Regions from separate parts of the Gasterosteus aculeatus genome. Here region 2 is linked to region 1. The links are chromatin contacts, called in public Hi-C maps. All regions are on one chromosome and are shown on one strand. Each heading gives the region's core, a stretch centred on a gene start, on an enhancer-like site or on the middle of the called end of the contact. The rest is flanking DNA. Distances are from core to core; before and after follow the strand shown.

The links. Hi-C and Micro-C count contacts between places; a contact is called where the count stands out from the background.
Region 2: a contact with region 1 is called in a Hi-C map of skeletal muscle, with 5 times the contacts expected there. The contact joins the enhancer-like site here to the promoter of pxylp1 in region 1. A contact is called at or near these places in 4 of 6 Hi-C or Micro-C datasets (liver, skeletal muscle and tail fin).

What each region holds. Positions count from the first base shown.
Region 1 is chr1:2,354,341-2,358,262 of fGasAcu3.hap1.1, reverse strand. pxylp1 (2-phosphoxylose phosphatase 1) reads left to right here and starts at 1,922. Exons shown (of 6, transcript XM_078107228.1): 1 at 1,922-2,094; 2 at 3,129-3,275. The coding sequence starts at 3,194.
Region 2 is chr1:2,388,663-2,392,584 of fGasAcu3.hap1.1, reverse strand. It overlaps LOC120827251 (SPRY domain-containing SOCS box protein 4-like), which reads right to left. Exons shown (of 3, transcript XM_078107249.1): 3 at 1,047-2,025. The coding sequence ends at 1,898. Among protein-coding and RNA genes, the nearest start is that of LOC120827251, 16 kb to the right of the region's middle. Within about 2 kb of position 2,159, at least 4 of the 9 cell types and tissues checked have open chromatin away from gene starts, as enhancers often do.

The DNA of each region.
Region 1 (3,922 bases), core at 673-3,172:
TGGGCTCATATGACCGCCGTACCTTCAGAAATTACTGCAGGCAGGAGAGGGAGGGGCGATGGACAATGATCCCCTCAAGGCTCGAGGGCTTCCCGTGAGATGCCTGATTCGATCACCGATAATCACCGACTGAGGCCCACTTCTTGCTCCGCTGACGCCACATGGGGGCCAATGTGGGGCCACGCGATGCCTTCGAAGAGAGAATCACCCCGCGAGCCAGAAGTCCGGTGACTTGTCACATGCATTAAAAAGCACTGTCATATCGATATGATGTTTTACTGTAAATTTCCATATTTTCTATTTTTAACTTGTATCTTTTAGCGCGGCACGACGTTTACTGTCACCAGGCCAAATTCCTCGTATGTTTAACGAACAATAAACCGTTGCTGGAATTTATTCTACGAAGCCAAATTGTATTAGAGTTCAATATTGATATTTCTAATATCCTAACACACTCCGGCAGAGAGTTTGATGAACAATCACAGCCTCCCTCTCCATTATATGTCGGTAGGGTTAGCAGACGGTTAGCTTAGCATACTGAAAACTGGGGCTCTGGCAAAGACATCAAAACCACCAAAAGAGTGTTTTTGGTTTTCTTCCATTTTGTTTTACAGTCACACCAAATTCCTTCTGCTGGTGATCATAAATCATTAAAAAGAACAAAAGACAAATTATAACACAAGCAGTCAAGATATGACCGACGTACAAGTATCAGCTTCCTGTGGACCTGCGTTGTTCTGTTGGTTTATCTAAATAATTCCAAATAATACTGAAACATTTTAAGCTCCTCATAGTATTTAAACAGTCTGACTGTGGGATATCATTTTTTAAGACAGATTGAAAGAGAATTTTATTTTCTTAACCAACCATGAACTTTCTTTTAAACAAACTATGCTGCCTTTTCCCCAACCGAGCTAGAGTACGACTCTTTAAAAAAAAAAAAATAATAATACGTATACGTATATGTAATACTCACTTTAATAACAAACCTGTCCGTCTCAACTTACTTGTTATTCGTACACACATTATACATTTTAATATTTCTATTCTCTCCATGTAACCGTGATATTTTTGTGAACGGGGTTATTGGTCTCGTTCGTCGTCGTCTGCACTTGAACGCACCACTGGCGGAGGCCGTGAAGGCAGCATGTGCGCTGCGCTGGCAGGTCCAGCAGATGGGGCAGTGAGGTCGGGATTCTGAACGCGCCACGACGCAGCCTCGCTTTTCTCCCACGTGCGTCAAGATACGGAGAGAGTGCGAACACGTGATGTTTTCAAAATAAAAGCAGAATTAGTAACGTCTAATGACATGGTTCTGAAGACAAAATGTGGCCACTGATGCAATGGATGGGATCTGTTGATATACTGTGCTTTGCATGATTGCAAATTTGACTACATCCCAGATGAGTTCATCCTGTGAGCTTCAACCCTGTGGCTGCAACATGAAAGAACTGCAAAACTTTGCTTATTACATATGGATTAGGATTGAAGGACTCAAGGAAAAGTGTCATTATGCAACGCGCAAGGCAGCCCAACGCAATTCATTTTCATCCCATCTGCAACACAACAAACGCATGACAAACAAAACAAATAAAACAGAAGCACATCCCTGTAGTGCATTTTTAAATTTGCACCATAAAGAATGTAAATAGCATTCATGTAGTGCATTTTTTAATTTGCACCATAAAGAATGTAAATAGCAGCAACAAAAAACATTATCTAGGGATCAATGTATGTATAAATGTATGTATCCTTCATTGTTTTGTCCATTTATTTGTGGGTACGGTGAGAGCAACGTAACAGCTGTCAAATTCCATATGAAACCTTACAAGACAATGAATGTGAGTCAAATATACACTCACATAAATAAATATATCAATCGTATATATTCCGTTGTGACACAAAAGTATCGCGTTTTCATGTCTCAGCCACAAGATCGTGGCGAACTTATTTTGAAAGGCAGCCACCGGAAGTGGCGCTTGCGTCTCCACGACAAGCGGCTTGACGCCGGGTCTCCGTCGCGGCAGTCGGAGAAACCGAAGCGGTGGATTCAAGTATTTTAAACGTCGGTCCTCCGCCTCTCGGTTCCCGCAGGTAAGCGGAGGGGTGGTCGTGGTTTGGGGGTCTTCGGGGGCGCGATGTGCTCTTACTTTAGGAGACTCTCTCGGCGGTCCGGTTGTTGTTTGTTTTAAATACCTCGAGCCGGCTGGTCGCCCGTTCAGGGGGGCGGGGGGGGGGCGGCACAGCAGATTAACGCGCACGCATTAGCGCACGCCAATGCGCACGCGACACACGCAACAAGTCCGCACAGATAACGAATGGAAGTGAGCAGAAGTCCCTTTAGTCCCGGTGTCTCCCTTCGGCTAACGGACGAGGTTAAAGAACGTTACGTTAAGTAGCTAGCGGTAGCTAACTGTTAGCCAAATTAACGTCACTTAAGGCACTTTTCCTCCGGTGGCGCGGAGCTCAGCGGGGCGTCGCTTCGCTCGCCCGACGACTGCGTGTTTTTCGGTGAATGAACGTTCCCGCTAAAGACCCGGCGTTTGCGGCGCGACAATAACGTGGAAAAAAAATAGCGTGATGTTAAATACAAAAAACGGGACCAGCCGGTCTCCTTAACCGTAACTCGTCACGTGGCAGGTGTGTGTGTGTGTATAAGTCTTTACTTCGCTCGATTACGTGTTTTCGTTTTGTTTATATGTTCGTGTGACGTGTTCATACGTTTGTAATCGGTATCTGTGCGTCAAGGCACCGGGCGGGATGTGGAGGCGGTGAAGCATCGTCTGCGCGTATTTTTAGAGCTCCTAATCATAGGGTTTGGATTGTGAGGCCACATTTACTGCACTTTTTGAGTCTTCTCCTTTCCTCGTGTCCCTGATCGCAGTTTGCACGGAAATAAATAACTGCTGTTTTCTTTAATCGTGGAAAAAGCATCCAGGCTGTTTACGATGCTGCACACGTGACACTGGGAATCTAATGGTAGTTTTCATTCATTGTGATTAAAAAGTAATATACTGAACGTATGACCCGTTTCGGTTCTCTTTACTACTTACTATTTTAGCACTTGGCGTCATTTAGTCACCTAACCCAGTCGTTGCTGTGTGAGCTCACTAACTGTTTGTGTCCAGCCTGCAGGGATGGGCCGCGATCTGGATGGCTGACCGTCAGGGACGAGGACCAATCGCACGACGAGATGCTGGCTCGCAACCGCTTCCTCCTCCTGGTGCTGGTGGGCGGGGCGGCGCTGGCCATCATCAGCCTGAGCCTGCAGTTCTGTAAGTGCCCCGCTTTGGCTCGGCCTGACTTCCAAACATGGTCATTCTCTCGCCTCGGCGTTTCCATTTGAAAGGGGAAACCGACCATTCCGTTGACGTTGCGTGCTTGTTTGTGCTGCACATGCTTTGCACATCCTTTCTTCGTGGTCCCATTGAAAGAGACCCCATTCATACCAAAACAAAGCTCAATCATCTGTAGGCTTTCTTCCTATTAATATCCAGCACCAGCCGATGTACACTCCTGATGCTCTGAAACACCCTCGGGAGATCAGATCTGCCTCGCTGTACATAATTGTGTCCCCCGCCCACATCCCTCCATCAGGTCATTGTTCAGCGTCTCCTGTAGGTATTGTCTAGAGACGATGTATCCTCGCCAGCCCGCAGTGAATGCAAGGAAACCGGCGCTGGGGTCTGTGGAGACGAGCTCTCCTGCAGTGGAAGTGCTCATTAGAGGGAGATTAGAGGAACAAGGGTGTGGGAGCAGGTGAGGGAACGAAGCACGAAGGGAGAAATGAAACTTCAGTGCGGTGGAAGTGTTCAAGGTGCTCGGGAGCAACCCTATAGAATTAGACTTCTAAATCTCCTTCACACACAAACATACATGCAACCCCACCCCCACCTCCAAGGAGGACAGGCGCAGCCAGCGA
Region 2 (3,922 bases), core at 910-3,409, 34 kb before region 1:
ATAGCATGTGATTAATTATTTCTGCAGTTGGTTCAACCGCTGCAAAAACCCTATTATTTTGTATATTCCCTATAGCATGTGATAAGAAATACATATAAGATAATATGGTATATGTCAAAAATCATTTATAGTAGTATTTTTAAAAACAGACAATAGTAATTGTCAATAATGTACAAATGAAGAATCATACGATAGTATGTTGAAAAAATGAATACTTTATTTTGTCTAAAAAACACATCAACTCTGGAAACACGAAGGAGATTATGAACCCATAATGAATAGTTTGTCTCCATCTAGCGGACATTGGAAACACTGCACACAGGGGGGGGGGGGGGGGGCACCGTCACCTCCACCCTCGACTCGCAGAAATAGACCGCGGGATCCCGAGCGGATCCACCTTTGATACAGTGAATACTGGATTATTAGTCTGAAGTTATTCAAACACATGAGACACAACTAGAGTGCGTTTATTCCTTCACAATTTGAATGCATTGAGCCTCTACGGCTCTGACGTCATGCCTCTGCAGCTCTCTGACGTCATGTATTTACCGATGCCTGCGAAGCCTTTCACAAGGACAGGACTGAACAACTAATAATATATTATATATATATTAACCCCCCTATGATCCCACTGCCTCGAGCGGCAGTGACACCTCGAACAGACGTCCGGTCGTCGTCGTCCTCTCACGCGCGAAAGCGGCGCTGTTGTAGTGAGCGCGCGTCGCCACATGGGGGCGGCAGTCACGAGGCAAACGCTTGATCCCCACTCGACCAGCTGATCAACCCCCGAGTCCAGGCCGCGTGTGACGTCACTACGTGCAGACCGGCTCACAGGTGATTGCGTTTCATGCATTTGCGGACCGTCAATTCATGTTATTTCAACAACAGTAATCTGTGTTTAAGGGGAGGGGGGGGGGGGGTTACAGCTGGCTAATCTCGCCTCAACACTGAAAACCACCCAGCATCTGGCGGGAGTGTGAGGGGGGGGCAATAGGATCTCCTTAATATCTCATTTATAATGTATAAAACAACAGCGAGACGGTGACTTCAGCAGAGTTTCTTTATTCACATTTTAAAAATTCTCATGGCGGCACATTGGACTTGTTGTTCTTTACACTTCCGACCGCGAGCCGACGTCCCGCAGACCCACAAACCTCACGAGCCGCGGAATGAAGAAAAGAACGTAAACACTAAAGAAATCTCATGAAACCCCCCAAAAAACCCACACGGGTGTAAAACGGTGGAATAAAAAGATGGAAAGCAGCATTAAAAACTTGATGTGTGTGTGAGGGGAGGGGGGGGGGGCGAGACATACCAGAGGTGTTGACATGTACTCTGTGTGTGTGTGTGTGTGTGTGTGTGTGTGTGTGTGTGTGTGTGTGTGTCTCCGTCTCACAGAGCACAAACACACAACTTCAACCTTCAGATGAATCGTAATCTAACAGTAGCCAGAGAGGCGACACCCCCCCGTTCAAACATGCTGGAGGCTTAAATCAAACCAGCACGTGATGAGGAGCCAGAGATCTGGAGGGGGGGGGGGGGTCTGGTGGAAACCACCTGCTTGTCAACTGAAGACAGCGGAGTGTGTTTGTGTACACATGAAACACTGTGTAATCCACGTGTACACACCAACACAGCCCCCCCCCCCCCCCCCCCCACGTGGCCCGCTGTGTTGTTGGGAATATAAATATAAACACCAACATGGTCTCAGAAGCAGCGCGTGCAGAAAAGACGGCGTCTTCGTTCGTCCCTCGTTTCATTGACCGGCTTTAAAAAAAGAAGAAGAAACAAAACCAGAAGATAAAAACGCGGCGCCCCAGAGGAGACCCCCCGGCCCCTCCCATCGCAGTGTGTGTCTGTGTGTGTGTGTGTGTGTGGTGTGGGGGGGGGGGGGGGGTCACTGGTACTGGAGGTAGTTCTTCAGCGTCTGTGGCAGCGGGAGGCCGTCGATGTGATGGATGCGCTCTCTGCCAAGAGCCAGTCGAGCTACTCGTCTGCACAGGTCCATGAGGGGGAGGGGCTCCGCTGTGGGGGGGGGGGGGGGGGGGGCAGAGAGACACATGAATATTTATTCATCATTTTTAAACAGGCCTGTTCATACGCTCTCCCCCTCCACCTGAACAGCGGCTCACGCAAAGGATCCGTCTGGTCAGCGCGACTTGGCGCCACGTGAAGCAGTGGCGTATACGTTGCCATGGAGACCCGTTCTGTGCATTCGGGGCCGTTCCAGGCCGGGCTAATGGCCGCCGGGCTTTTGGGGGGGGGGTCGAATGTCTTCCCTTCACCTGGTGACGGAGAAGTGCGGTGACACCAAGAATATTTAATCAGCACCTCGGCTGCGTGTTACAAGCAGAGAGAGAAGCAGCACTAACGTGGCAACACAACACACACACACACACACACACACACACACACACAACACCCCCACAAACTGTGGAGGCAAGTGATGTCTGTGTGTCCCAACAGAAACAGACTCTAAACTGCCATACAGCCGTGATGTCAAGCTGCTCCACCTGGAGGCACCATCTGGTGGGGCTGAAATCCTGCTGCTGCCACACACACACGCACACACACACACACACACACACACACACACACGTGCACATGCACCCTCCTGACTGGCTTCTGCCTGTTTGCATAGAGGTTTTATTCATGAGACATCACAGGCTCGCTCGGAGGCTTCATGCTATGATTTATTGATGGCGCCGTCGTTTTGACAAAAGACCCTGAAACTGCTTCATCAATAGTTCACGGCGTCAAACTTTAAAAATCAGCATTAAACCGAAGAAAAGGCCGTTGAAAACGGATCCCGTGGGGTCCGGGGATATTAAAACCACATCAAGGCGGCGGCTCGGTGTTCTGAAACAACATCCGCTTTACTTCCTGTGGAAGGGCATTTCAGAATAAGAGCCTCTAGAAGGGATTTCAGGTTGGCTCAGATCGCTTTGCTAAAATGGGAAACTAAATACATGAGATTACTGATAGTCTGGAAAAAAAAAAAAATCAGCTCACAGCAATTAATCAGTCTTAACCTTACGCATATAGGTAGTTTCCATAGTAACCAGCTCGTCCCGCCATGGGACAACGCCATGGCCCCCCAGCATCGAACGCCCGATTCAGACTTAGAATATGACGTGATGCTTTCAACTAGGGGATCAGAATCCACTGGCAGAGACATCAGGTTCTCTGGTGGAGGGCGTTCATGTTCTGTGGGAGGGGCACGATCCACTAAGCGAGCACGTGTAGTTTATGCACAACACGTACTCCCCGTTTCCTCCGTGTTTTACCCGCCAGCATCATCGCCGCCGACGAGGAGGAAAGAAAAGAGCCAGAAGTAAGAGGATGACAGCCGGCGCCGACAGGATGGAGGGTGGCGCCGTGGCGTTGGCAGAGACGGTTTTCAGTTATTTAACGCCGGCTCGTATCGCCGTCGTACATGGCAGCCCTCCGTCCCTCCCTCAGTCCGTCCCCCATCGTCATCCCTCGTCCCCGTCTCTGCCCTCTCAAGTCTTTGGAGGGTGGGGAAGTGCGGTTAAGGACGCGCCGCTGGACTGCAGAGGCCGTCTGGCTGGCAGTCAGACACTTCATCGAGGGGGGGGGGGGTGTCTGCAGTCACTGAGGTGAGACCACGAATACACGATGGCAACGCACACACAGGCGGGCCGTCTGGCCTAGTTCTAAGAACACAGGTGTGCGTCCTACATATTCAGTGAAGTCCCCAAAGTCATTTCACCGACGGGTCAAAGGGGAGGAAGTGGGGGGGGGGGGGGACGTTATAAAGGGACGGACTGAATTAGATCAATCATGTATAAGATAGGAACTTGGAGGAGGGAAGCGAGACCAGCCGTGGGAGGTCGGGGGCGTCGGGGACTCTGTGTGTGTGTGTGTGTGTGTGTGTGTGTGTGTGTGTGTGTGTGTGTGT